Regions from separate parts of the Mus musculus genome. Here regions 2 and 3 are each linked to region 1. The links are chromatin contacts, called in public HiChIP or PLAC-seq and promoter capture Hi-C maps. All regions are on one chromosome and are shown on one strand. Each heading gives the region's core, a stretch centred on a gene start, on an enhancer-like site or on the middle of the called end of the contact. The rest is flanking DNA. Distances are from core to core; before and after follow the strand shown.

The links. Promoter capture Hi-C pulls out the DNA fragments that hold promoters and counts their contacts. HiChIP or PLAC-seq counts read pairs in DNA pulled down with a chosen protein or histone mark.
Region 2: a contact with region 1 is called in a promoter capture Hi-C map of hippocampal neurons, with 7 times the contacts expected there. The contact joins the promoter of Tmem126b here to the promoter of Dlg2 in region 1. A contact is called at or near these places in 8 of 39 promoter capture datasets (embryonic stem cells, hippocampal neurons, liver and 2 more), 1 of 484 Hi-C or Micro-C datasets (cerebral cortex) and 2 of 115 datasets of contacts at active chromatin or transcription factors (embryonic forebrain and neural progenitor cells).
Region 3: an H3K4me3 HiChIP or PLAC-seq map of embryonic forebrain shows a contact between it and region 1, with 2.6 times the contacts expected there. The contact joins the promoter of Tmem126a here to the promoter of Dlg2 in region 1. A contact is called at or near these places in 2 of 39 promoter capture datasets (hippocampal neurons and liver) and 3 of 115 datasets of contacts at active chromatin or transcription factors (astrocytes, embryonic forebrain and extraembryonic endoderm stem cells).

Annotation. Positions count from the first base shown.
Region 1 is chr7:91,089,501-91,094,265 of GRCm38.p6, reverse strand. It overlaps Dlg2 (discs large MAGUK scaffold protein 2), which reads right to left and starts at 3,480. Exons shown (of 23, transcript NM_011807.3): 1 at 3,218-3,480. The coding sequence starts at 3,259.
Region 2 is chr7:90,474,372-90,478,614 of GRCm38.p6, reverse strand. Tmem126b (transmembrane protein 126B) reads left to right here and starts at 2,620. Exons shown (of 5, transcript NM_026734.2): 1 at 2,620-2,720. The coding sequence starts at 2,640. It also overlaps a transcript of Dlg2 not described here.
Region 3 is chr7:90,455,477-90,459,972 of GRCm38.p6, reverse strand. Tmem126a (transmembrane protein 126A) reads left to right here and starts at 2,770. Exons shown (of 5, transcript NM_025460.3): 1 at 2,770-2,901; 2 at 4,454-4,496. The coding sequence starts at 4,461.

The DNA of each region.
Region 1 (4,765 bases), core at 2,231-4,730:
CAAAATAGAGCTGTTTTAATAGTCAACATGATGTAGACATCTGATACAACAAACTACCTATGTTGTCTCATCAAAGTGGTACTTTTCATACAACACATGCAATTTAAGATCAAAAGAGGAATTGCAATTCACATAATGATCACAAATACTTCCTTTTGTGTGACAACAATCAAATTAATTTGTTCTAATCATTTTCGATTAAAAAAATGTTAATACAAAATCCAAGCCAGCATGATACCCATCTTTATCACTTCAGCAACTTAAAACTATCAACTACAAATAATACTCTTAATTGGAAGTTTGTTTTCCTTTTCCTTTTGTGTAAAGACCTACTTCAGAAAAGAGATGAAAATATAACATAATTTTCAAAGCTATATTGTGATGGGTGCTCATCATTTCAATTAGCCACTGCTCAGCCTTGAAACAGCCCTTAAGCCATCCACTCCCAACTATTCACAGCTTCCCATAGGTTTCTATGTGTATCACCTACATCCTCCTTCTACCCTCAGCAGGAAGGGTGGCAAATTTCTATTAGCTGTCAAGTTAAGTCAGAGGTGACTTCACAGTGAAATCTCTCTTGGTTGTTCCAGACACAACTGGCTTGTGATATGTTTATTCCATTTTCAATTACATTAATGCCCTTCACCAAAATCCTTTAAAAGTCCTATCAGACTACAAACCACTCATTGGTCTGTTTGCCTGTGTCTTGTCCTAAACTAGAAGTCTTCAACAGCAAAGCAACAATTATTTTCAATTAATATCTACTACTTCAGCCCAGTGCATGAAGCATACCTGTCATTTAAAGGATTAATGAATAATAATTACCCACAAGTTACACTCTAATGTGTAGAAGACTGTGTGAGTGTGTGTGTGTGTGTGTGTGTGTGTGTGTGTGTGTGTGTGTTGTGCATAGTAGCAGTCCAGTTTTAATGTTATTGGATTGATATGTGAAAGCTTTTAAAGTACATTAAAGAACATGATTCCCACCAAATCCTTCTGGCTATAATATTTTTTAAAACATCAAATTTGTCAAATAATCATTTGAGAATAAAAGATGACATTAATATTGTATTTTGCACAGAAAATAAATCTCAGAAAAGATATTTCTAACTACCTTGTTCTGGGTCAGTGCAATAAATATTACATTGAATTTGTCAGACACTATACACCATAACTAAGGCTTTTTTAGAGTCATGCAAATACGTAATGCTAACTATAATGAAATTAAAAATAATTATATTAAGACATAAAAATAAAACTAAGTCTAAAAACACTAGGTAAGAGTTTACTGTACCCAATATGGTGAAAACCAAGGTGAAGACCATTTTTGAAATTCTCACAAACCTTGAAATTTCAGAAGAGAAGGATACAAAATAAACTTATAAATTGTAGAGTACAAAAGCCACTTATAAAAAGTACGTACATAGACCTAAAACTAAAGGTAATTTATTCATAAACAAGCAAGTTCATATACAGTGCAGATATGAATACACACGATCTCTGTTTCTGCTGTGTCAGAAAGTATCAGAATTCAACACAGGTTACTCAAGTTATTAAGGATTTATTATGAAAAGGTCATCCAGGTTCAGGTAAGAAATCATTAGAAAAAGTCTTTCCATATGAGTTGAAGTAAGACAAATTTCAAACTGTCCAGACAGCTGTTAGAAGTTACAGAAGGGAGGGGTTTTCCCAAAGAGGAGATCTGCAGTGTTCTCTCTCTCTCTCTCTCTCTCTCTCTCTCTCTCTCTCTTTTCCAAAATTTAATAATTACTTTTCAAAACAAGTGTTCTTTGATGCGAGTTACCAAGTTTCTTCTGAAGAAAGCACTTTGTTTATTTATGTGTTTATTTATTTTGAAAAAGACGAGAAGACAAGGACTCACCCACTTTACTAAACAAGGAACTAAGCATAAATTGAAATAGAAGGCACTAGAACAACCCACACTCGTGTTTGCGGATACAACTCCACCTCTTAAAACCTGTCAGGAGGTTTCTTACGCCCACCACATTTACCTGGGAGGAAGTGAATTCTTAAAGTAGTAAGAAGTAAAACCTACAGAACTCTGCTTGCTCAAGGCTCTCCAGGCTGCCATGCTGAGAGGTCTGCTCACCGTGGACATATAAATACTACCTGTTTGAAGTTCAAATGTAAAGCGAGGAGGTTTACAAAAGTGAGCAGCCGGGAGCTCTCCAATAAAACTTGTAAACACACAAAATGAAACTTTAGTACCCAGACTCATAAAACACTTCCTCTCCTGAAATAAAAAGGGAAACACTTTACATCGACTTTTAATTTTTCAAAAGTCCTATTTTAGGCTTTAAACTGCCTCTAATTTTTTTTTTCTTTCTCAAAGACAATCACTTCTTTTTGGACCTGCTTCAATTAGAATTACAAACTCAAGCTGGGGTACGGGGGTGGGGGGGGGTGGGGGGGTGGAAATTCACTTAAACTATGCAAGTGGAATCCCACAGCAGCTCTCTCTGGTTCTTCGTGCTGAATGAATAGCGTCAGAGAAACCTTTCAAATAATAACATCCTTGCTCGTGACAAGGGGTAAGTCTCCCAAACTTGAGCTCAACTTTGGAGCCTTATTAGCTCCAGCAAGTGAATGTCAGCGAGGTGACAGCATCCAGGTGGCGGCACCCAAGCAGTCTAACCCGGCAGCCCACCCTGAGCTGAGAAGCTGTGTGGTTAATACCACCAAATTCCCCGATGCTCCTCATCCTCCTCTCAACACACAGGATGCTCGGGTACCCCCACAGATCACATCCTAATTCCACTCCAGCCTCCACATTCAAACCCGGGAGCTCTCAGAACAATGAAGCTGCAGGCACACGTACAGTTCACAGCACTTTCAAAAGGGAAAGACTAAATTCTAATTGACAGCGTGATCCATAGCTTGTTACCTCCTCTGGTTTCTTGTTGCTGGCCTACGGAAATAATCCTCATCTTTTCCTCCCCCCTCTCCACCCTCCAAGTGTGAGCAAGAACCTGAATTACAAACAGTTAAACCTGAAGGTCACTTCACCACAGCGTTCTGACTCGCTCCCCCAGGGAGGCGGCAAGGCAACAATAAAACAAAGCCTTCGCAACCACCTGTAATAATCAGCCTGCTCAGCCGGCCATCCGAAAAGTCCTGGCGCTACACAAGGTAGACATTTTTTTGCAGCTGGTTTAACATGTACATCATGCCCAGTGGCCGTCTCGCTCCCTCTTACCTTTACGTTAGTCCGGAGTGCACAATAACATGCAAAGAACATTGCAGTAAATAAGGGGCATATGGGCCGGTGGTGATCAGCTTCTCAGCACAGCGCAAGCCCCACACACACGATCCTGGGCATGTGCTGCTAAGGAGCATCCGTTCCCTCTGTCAGTTTGAAAATGCATTGATCCCTGTTTCCTCTGACTACAAAACGACATGTCTTGAAGGCACTGAGTGAGAGCTCAGAATCTCTTCATTGGCTATATATAGCATTGTGCCCAGTAATTTCAATTAGCCGAGGATTCAGCATCCGAAAGTTAGAACCTCAGTTGCTTTTCCTTCTAGCATTTTAAATCACTGGGGGAAAAAAAGGAGGGGGGAATGAGCTCACTCAGGAAGGAGGGGGGGGGGGAAAGGTGAAGAATTGAAATTTAACCAATGAGTTACTTATATTTCTGGGGAGCCCGAGTGTTGTCCTATTAGATACTTTACCAGGGGATTGCATCTGGCAGACTGTGGTTGAAGAGGGAACCCTTTTCCCTTTGTAGCCTAACAGCTCTGCACTACATTCCAAGCTTTTCTGATGCAGTATCCTGTTTGGCAAATACTACAAACCACTGCAAGCATGCCTCACTCTTCCATTTCTCTGTGTGGAACAGAGCAGGACCAAAAGGTTCCGTGTCTCATAGAGTCCCCTAAAACCTAAGCTGGGTCCACCAGGGGTGCTCGCCAGCTCCAGGGCAAGGAAGTACCACCTCTTACTGCCCTGTCCTGGGATATCATATCATCAGGTCTGTCTTCCAGGGATATTTAAAGTTGTTAGGCTCTCTAACAAAACCATGCATCTAAATTCTCCAATGCTATGCTTTGTTGATAAACAACTATCAGCGATACAGGATGGGATTGGAACAAAACAGGGGGACAATTCAACCAGCGGGATGAAAAAATGATATAAAATGTTTAGCTGGTCCTGGGAGGTAGAGAGGGAGGAAGGGAGAGAGAGAGAGAGAGAGAGAGAGAGAGAGAGAGAGACTTCTATTCCCATGAATCCACGAGGAGGGGGGATTTTTAATTAACAAACATTTTCAGGTCTTACTGTCTGTTGATATCCTTGACAAGCAACAGATACTGCAAATTAATTGGATTTTTATTCAGCCAAGGCAAGGTTCTAAACTCTTTTTTCCAGCTTCAGGCAGCCCTAATGCTCAGCTAGAATTCTAAAGCTCTCTGGCGAAATGCGAGCAGACATGAACAGTTCTCACTGCAGTAAAAATAGTGGGAGGAAAAAGATTGGTGATGTCTTTGCCACAGCAACAGGGAAGAACCGCATCACTCACAGGGAAAAAGCTGCAGTGACTTTTAGGGTTTTTCTTTAACGTGTTTTGCATAAGCCACCTCCCCTTTGGAGCCTGCAGCAGTGCTGATGCTCTCTGGCAGTCTCTGGGCATCTCTCCTGGGCAGTGAGGTGAGAATGCTTCAGAGGGTAGATGGGAATTCAGAGAGAGGAATTAAAGAGCTAGGTTTTCTACTTCCCTCTTAATGATAAGCGTTCAGAAAGTGTCGT
Region 2 (4,243 bases), core at 1,371-3,870, 610 kb after region 1:
TATTCAAAATTCTCCATAAACTTTATTACTGATGTCATCTGTAAAAACATAAAGGTCTCATTTCACTAAGCTTCTGTGGAACAAAGTTCATCTCAGCTAAGGTGAACCCTTAAGCTCTCTGATCTATAATAGACCATGCTCCAGGAACCCCATGGGATTCTGATCAAAGTGATAAGGGTTACTGAAAGGAAGAAAAGAGCAAGTATATGCTTTACTTGAGGGAATTTCCCAAAACATGTTACTGAATAATAAAATAAACTATCAAAGTTGTGAATTACCACGGAAGGGAAGACATACACTGGAATAAACTCAAATATGAAGTCTATTTTTAAGTATAAGAAATAAAGCTATGATTTTACAAATGTTGCCTTATGTTACACCTACATAATCATTCAATAAGTATCAAGCTCATGGGGAAAAACTCCACTGTACAAGTTTCTTTTTAAAAGATTATTTAAACTGAGCTTTAAACCCCAAACCTATAGCACCGAATCTATTCTGATTACAAATGGTGACATTAACTACCTGGTTCATTAATTTACATATGTCTATAGTATTACCTTAACTTTACTATAATAAAATATTACTGAAAAGGTACTACTGAGCAGATATTCATTGCAGTAAATATTTACTCAAAACCAGGCAAAATTTTGCCCTGCAATAGAATACAATTTAAATTACAAAAACCACAGCCAAGAAAAAGGAAAATCATATGTTATGTATGAACCTCATAGCCCACCTTTCTTCTTGACTGGCATTCTTGGGTCTCTCCACTGACTCTGGACTCAAGATCTCTGAGTTTCAGTCTCTGCTTGATCCAGCTGAATGGAGATGGAACCAGGTTAACTGTTGCAAATCTCTTCACCGTTCAGCCTTGATATCCAGGCTGAGTCTTCTATTTCAAATAAAGAAAAAAATGATGCCTTTCTCCACAACCAAACATTACACTGCCCAAGGTCTTCAAAGAAAAAAATAGCAAGTTTTTCAATTTTTGTAAAATATATATTCTTGTTTTAAAAGCTGAGAAAGTTATCTTATGCATAGAAAATGTTACTAAAACTCCTCTTCAGGCAGCAACACTTTTAGATGTTCAATAACTAACTCAATTAAGGCACAAACCAATTTTAGGACGGTTGACTTATTAATTTATACATGTTCGACATGGTTCGTAATAAAGAGCATCAATTTTTAGGAAAAAGTTTAAACTTCCCCTTCAAAAACACTTTTAAAAACGTCTTACTCTAGTCTTTTCAGGGGTGTGTGAGTTTGGACAGTTTTCTGGGGGCAAAAGAGAGATTCAAAGGCCCCCTTCTATTTACTGGTTCTGTTTCTCGCCCCTCAGTAAAACACTATCCAGCTTGTCACTTTCCTATTTTTCTTCTGTGGTCTCCAAGCCCCCAAGGCTTGATCCTTAATGCCCCTCAGATCCTGATCCTCCTGTGTATTAACTGAGAGGATTGAAAAGAAGGAAGGCAATCCCTTGGCATGGAGACATTAAAGTGACAGTGCTATTCAATGGGCACTTGATGCAGGATGATTTGGCGAAGCAGACTTCTTCACACTGGAGTCATTCACATCATGCCATCTCTTCGCAAACAAGCAGCTTCCTATCCGGCGAAGAAAAACACTGAGGCTGCTGGAAAGGAGAAACCAAACCTTCCCCAAAAGGTGTTTTCAGAGACGCTGTAGTAGTATTAGGCATGCAATCACACACTATGCAAATAGTCCGCGATTTCCTAAATGAGAGTGCAGCTGTTTGGCTTCCACATCCACCCTTTCTCAGTCTCTCTCCAATCTACCCACCTTCCTTTTGCAGAAAAGACATTTCTCTGCCACCGCTGGCCACCCCTGCCCACACCCCGATCTTATACAGAAGAGCACCGAAATGTCCTGCACCCTCCAAGCGATGAAGTGTTTCCTCGGGCAAGAGAAACAGCAGCACTAGAAATTATATAACTCTCGAATTTGGCTTGCCTAAGACATGGAGACTGGAGGGTCGGGGGTTGCGGGTCTGGCAGACGCTGCTGGGCATTTCACGTGCACGGAAGCGCGCCTGGCCTCCTCGCAGCACCATCCACCCCTAAAACACTGGCCGACCAGGGCTCTTCGGGGGAGCAGGGAAAAGGGATATTTCTAACTGAACCCTTTCCAAGCGGGGCTTGAGGGTGGACTATGGGGACTGAAGACTGTAGAGAGCAGGCTAGCCCGTGCTGCTGTGGCCGCGCCGGGGAGACGGGCTGGAGGCTCTGAGGAGGAACCTTAGAAACCACAGCCTTAACACACCGACCGGGCCGAAGGAACTACCAGGGCTCGGTTACCCCAGCCGCCCTGAGAAGAAGGCGCGCAGCAACAGGCCTGCGCCCGAACCGCCCCTGGTTCCCTTCAGGTTGGCCAGGCTGACAATTTGGCAGAGGACAAGGCAAGGCTGGCTAGGGGCGGGCCCCTGACCCTGAGCCTTCCTCGGAGCCAATGAGAGATCGCACTTCTGCGACGCCACGCCCAACCTCCGCCCGGCTGGAGGGCGCGGCTTTTGACTGGGTGGGGGAGTACCGGACTAAAGGTACGAGCTGTCAGACAGCTGCAAGTCCCGCCCCAGGCGCTCCGGCCACGCCCTCCTGTCAGTCACGTGAGGCGCTAAGATGGCGGCGTCCCAGCGACCAAGTTGGTCCGAGTCGAAGGTTGCTGGTGTTGTGCAGGAGGGAAATAGGGAAGCACCCCAGGTAGGCGGAAATCTAGGGTGGTGTGGGTCGCCTCCTCGGAGATGATGCACGTGAAGGATTTGAGCAAATAGAACCGAACCCGACTTTATGTAGAGTGTAATCAAATCTCTAGTTCCGAACAGCGTAGACCTGAAGTCTACGCCGATTAAATGCAGCTTGTTTCTCTTTCTCGAGGACCTTTCTTCAATTACAAATACTTTATCGCCTTACCCCACCCGGCCCGACCTCCAGTTCTCTCATTCTGTTTAAGTCTCCTGCATTTTATTGATTTGATGTGTTCTGACTTAACGCAAGGTTATGATGGCTTCTTGAATGCATTCACTTTTTTGATTACCCGAGAACCTAATATCCACCACGGCTGGACAAATCATGTTGAATAAAATTCTGAAGGTCAAATAATACACTTAAAGATACAACACACACACACTTTGCAGGCCATACGCCCACACAAATGCACTTAACGTGTATAAGGATGGTGATCTAATCAGTTGAGTGACTTTGAACTTCCTTAACTCTCAGATTAAACGTTGGTTGTGGCAAAAATCTTCATTTTCAGTTCTTGCTGAAAGACTTCCTTGGAATCTGATGATGGAGCACTTGTCAGGCCTGAAGCCCAGGCGTCTATACCAACAGCACAAAAATAAGTTAAAACAAAACAAAACAAAAAACTCTGGGCAAGTTAATAATCTATATCTCCTTAATTAAGGAGAGTGTAGTGAAACCCTTGCAAATGCCAGATGCCAAAAATATTTGCTGTTGCTTTTGATTATTTCAATATTGACTGTCCTGCAGCCATAATTGTGGGTACCCTTTTCCCCAAAGCTGTCTTAAAGGCCTGGAAATTTTCTGTGGGTGGTGAAGAGGGCTGTTCAGGGAATTGGATGAGAACAGAACAAAAATTTCTCTACGTTTTTTTGATTAGCCATGATGCTATTAATATCTGCCTTCATCGTACACTAGATGGATTGGTTAGAGAATCCTCCTTAGAAAATACTATTTCTTCTTCCATTTTTCCATTTGGATAGCAGAAGGAGGGGGGAGCAAAAGATGTAAGTCTAGTCCCCCCCAAAAAAATATAATTTGTAAAGTATTTTATGCCTGCTCTGCCCACCCCCCTTCTCAGCTATCTTAAAGAACTGACTTAAATGCTGTGTTGTATTAAGGCAGAAATACTGGTCTTTTGATCAATTGTATACCACCTTAAGAAGATCAAGGAACCCATTCTTTGTGTGTGTTGATTTCCTGGAGTCAGGCTCCATTTTTTTTTTCATTAATTTTAGGCTTATTATATGCTCATCACTTATAAATGTTAGCATGTCATCTGTAATGAACCTTTGACTTTATAACTTCTCATGGATTAATCTAGAAAATGTAGAGCAAAAAATAAAAAGCACTGAACTTTGAATCAGTAGACATCTCACTGATGAAATAAGTAAATATTTAAAACCAGAATTTTGGATTTGTAGGAAGTGTCCATATATCTTTGTTTGAATGAAATGGAATACTCGTAAGATACATAAAAT
Region 3 (4,496 bases), core at 1,521-4,020, 630 kb after region 1:
GGTTGGAAGAAGCCAAGAAAAAGATGAGGAGGAGGAGGAGGAGGAGGAGGAGGAGGAGGAGGAGGAGGAGGAGGAGGAGGAGGAAGAGGAGGGAGGAGGAGCAGAAGAAGCAGAAGCAGAAGAAGCAGCAGCAGCAATAATGAAGAGAGGAAGAAAAGAAGCAAAGAGGAGGGGTGGGGTTGAGACTCCTGAATTCCTCAGCTCAGCTGGGGATACCCTTCCCTAGGAGCTGCCATGCCTCTGCTGAGGAAGCCACCTCAAAGCTGTAAGGTTCCTCAGCTCCCGTGTCTCTAGACAGCCTTCCCTTGGGACACTGTCCCACCTCAGAGCTGTGTGGTTCCTGGGCTTCCAAGTCCCAGGATGCCCTTCCGAGCAGAAACATTTACAGTGGACACACATGGGAGGCCTCTCTTAAACTAAAGCTAGTCAAGTTTCTGCAGTAGGTATGTTTATATTAAAGTAGACTTTATAACAAAGAGTATTAGCGAGGGACAAGGAAGATATTTCATCATGGATCCCTTATTCATATAATAACAGAGCTTGAACATTTTTGACAATCTGAAAAGAAAATTTTCTTATAACAGTTGGAGAGTTCAGTAACATGGTACTTAATAGAAAAGTTGGTACAAATGAGGAAGGATGAAGAACACTCAAGCAATACTGTCCTCTGGGCAGAGTGGCATGTGCCTATATTCCAGATGTTCCAGAAGTTGAAAGAGGAAAATCATCTATATTACATATGGACAACACAGACCCCACCTCTACCAGCACAAAACCAGCAAAGAAGCATAATTCCCCAGCTCGTCTTAGCTGTTGCTTTCAGGAACTTCTGACACAGCAGACGAGCATGTATTCTTTTCATGCACACATGAAAATCCCGTTTGGACCAGAATCTGCACTATAAATATCGATACACTTTTTTAAAGGATTCAAATTCTACCAAGTATGTTCTCCAACCACAAGAGAACTGAATCAGAGATTTAAAAAGAGATTAGGAAACCAAGACACTTCTAGATAGACCATAGGTCAAGAAACCTAAGAGAAATTACAAGACTTTTGAACTAAATGGAAATATTTTTTTTAATTTTAAATTAAATTTCAAAATCTGTGGGAACAAAGAGGTCCTTAGAAGGGAATTTCTGACAATAAACACACAAACTGAAGAGTAAAATGGTCTCACACCAGTGACCCCATTCATGCACATCCTTAGAAAACTGGGGGGGGGGGGGCAGAAAACACATAGGAATAAGCAGCAGAGAAGAAAAATTCAAGTTGAAAACATAAAATCCAACATCAAAAAACCCCCAAAAAACAGTGAAACAGACAAAAAATTTTTAAGATCACACTAGCTAGACTGATCAGGCTTCAAAGATTCAATAAAACACTATCAAGAGAAGACATATGAGGTCACTGCAGGATACACAGATATTAAAAACATAAGGAAATATTTATCAACAGTTTAATCCAATAAGCTTGAAATTTTGGACCAAATGGACATTTCAATTGTTCTGAGAAAAGTTTTGATGTTCAATCTAAAAGGTATCTACGCATAGAACAGTGAAATATCTATTATAGATGCTGAATTTATATTACAATTCTATCAATCAGGAAAACTCTGGGCTTAGAAGTCTCCCGTGATGATTCTACCAAACATTCAGCAAATGACATCAAAATGATACAAACGCTCCCAAAAGTGAACAGTTGCTAAATGACACTAATAAGTCAGCGCTACCCTAATGCCAGCACCGGACAAGGAAAGTGTAAAAAGGACTGGGGAAAAACAAACAAACACCCCGCTCATTGGTTAAGAGTAATTGCTGCTCCTGCAGAGGACCGGGGTTTGGTTCCACAGGAATTGGAGTACAGTCTTATTTAGAAATAAATAAATAGATAGATAAATAAATAAATAAATAAATAAATAAAAACAAAAACAAAAAAACTAGAATTGACTTGATGCCTCTCGGGACAGGAATCTTTCGGGACAGGGATCTTACTCATTAGTCTTCTGATAAATTCCAGGCCTCTCAGTTTGGTAAGCGTCTTTATAGTCTACTCACAATTTTACAAAATAACCAGGTAAAGAATTTTGTCCTTTCCTGTTTTACAGATGCAGATGAAAACTGAGACGGAAACTCACAACATTGGTTCCCAGTGGTGCTGACTTATACCCTAAGCCTCCCCCTGGCTGTTTTGTTTGGAATTCACACTGTACGCAGACCAGACTGGCCTGGAATTCACAGAAATCCCCCTGCCTCAGGCTACTGAATTCTGGGATTAAGGCGTACGTTATCACGTGCGGCTCCCTTACTTTTGAACCGTTAGTTTTTCACTACATTCCGTTAACCCTGTTTCACAGAAGCAGTGTTCTAGAGGACATGGGGAATGCTGAGGAAAACAAAACAAAACAAAAAAAAAGCACTCGCTCTGGAATTGCTCACGTTCTGCTGGAAGTCACCCACAGCATAACATGGCACAAAGATCCAAGAGCGAGATGGAGCAAAAAGTCAATCTCAGGCTAACTTCACTGCCAACGTTGCCTTCATCAGCCCGTAGCCTAGCGGCTGCCATGCAACCTACGCCAGGATCGGGGACTCGGAAGTCGGGCTGCGTGCCCAGGCGGGGTGGTGTCGAGCCCAGCCACCGCCACACCGCTGTTTCTGCAGGCTGTACCCGGGATGGGCTATAGCGGACTCGCCAGTCCTCACCGCTAGTCCACAGTTTAGCGTCTCCTGGACCGGAAGCCCGTGGACAGGAAACAGAGGCGGAGACAGAGTCACGTGTGAGCCAAAGATGGAGCTCAGACGACCCTAGCGAAGGTTGCGGTAGACTCGGCGCGGGAGGACCCGGGCAAGCACCGGCGGCTGGGGAGGCTGCCATTAGCTGCCTTCATTCTGCCGAATGGTGAGTAGCTGTGCCAATGTCGCGCTGGGAGAGGCGCGGGGTGGCCACGAGGGTGGGGAACGCTGTGTGTGCTGACCCGGTCTTCACTTTCCACCCGTGAGGGGGAAGACCTGGCTGAATTGATTGAGTTGAAGAATCACTGCCAATTTACAAATTGCTACGTTTAATTTTCCGATGCTTGGTTTTTATGCAGAAACTTTCAGAGATCTTTGTAGTATTTCAAGGTGTCTTTGTCTTTGATGGGGATTTATTAACTGAGAAATAATACCAGGAAGAAGAAACAGGACTTGAATCCTGGGATCCTGATCTAAACCGCTAAATCTGTATTTTACTTTCGAGGTTAATTTTTAAGTCAAGATTTATGGAATTTTGCACATGCAGCATTTTCCAAATCATTGTATATATACAACAGGTACCCAAGATTTGGTAAGACATTGTTCCAGTGCTGTCACAGCTAACTAATACGAATGGTGACCCAAGACAGGCTGATTTATTATCAGGTTATTTCTGAGTTTTGGTTTATTGCTACTACTGTTTTATCTTTTGAAATAGGGTCTTGGAGTACATCCAGGAACTCACAACCCTCCGGCCTCAGCTTCCCAATAGTAGAGGTATCACCACAGGTTGCAGACTTTTTTCCTGTCACCAGGAAGTATGTTTTTAAAGAGCCCAATCTAGTAAAAACGAATCCACCATTCTACACTGATATTCATCCTATGTGTACCATGCCTGCTCAGGCCAGAAAAGGGCATTAGATCACCCTAGGCCTGAAGTTACAGCTGTGTGTGAGCTTTGACGTGGGTGCTAGGGCTCGAATCTTTCATCATGTGTCCACATGCCTGCAATGCCTATGAAGGGTGAAGAGGATTCCAGTCCCCTGGAACCCTTGTTCTTTGCAATAGTGTTCTCTCAAAACTACTGAGCCCTTTCTAACCCTTGACACCTAATCATCTTTACAAAGTGGCTATTACACTTGAAATACAACTTATAGTTCCACCAGCAGATGTCACAGCTTTCCTGAATGCTTCCAAGTGAAACTAATTACCTGTGTACCTAATGACATCCCTGTTATCTTAGCTTCCACCTCATGTTTTTGTTGTTTACTGGATGTTGGCTTTCTCTCATGATGTGAGGCTCTGTCTGTTGCATCACCCCTCCACCCCACTTGTCTAGCACAAATTCTTTGGATTTTTGTTTTCCTGTAATAAATTTTCATGTAGCTCTGCTGGCCTCAAATTCCAGTATTATCAAGGACAGCCCTGAGCCCACCCCCCAACTGTTTCAACTACAGTCATGTCACCATGTCTGAATTAAGTCATTTTTTTAATGTTTCATGTATGTAGTAATTGCTTAGAAAATCAAGATTGTGGAGTGTCTTAGAAACTTATGCGCTGCTTTTCTTGTTCAGGTTTCTGGTATGCTGTATTGGGAGAGGGAAATCTTATATGCTATATATACATTAAGTTAATCTACATCTCTTACATAATTATGCATCTCAAAAGACTTTTTCTAGATATACTTTTTAAATTGGGATTGTTATATTTTTTTTTAGGTCCAAGATGGAAAGTCATAAACCAAGTACTAGCAAAGATGAT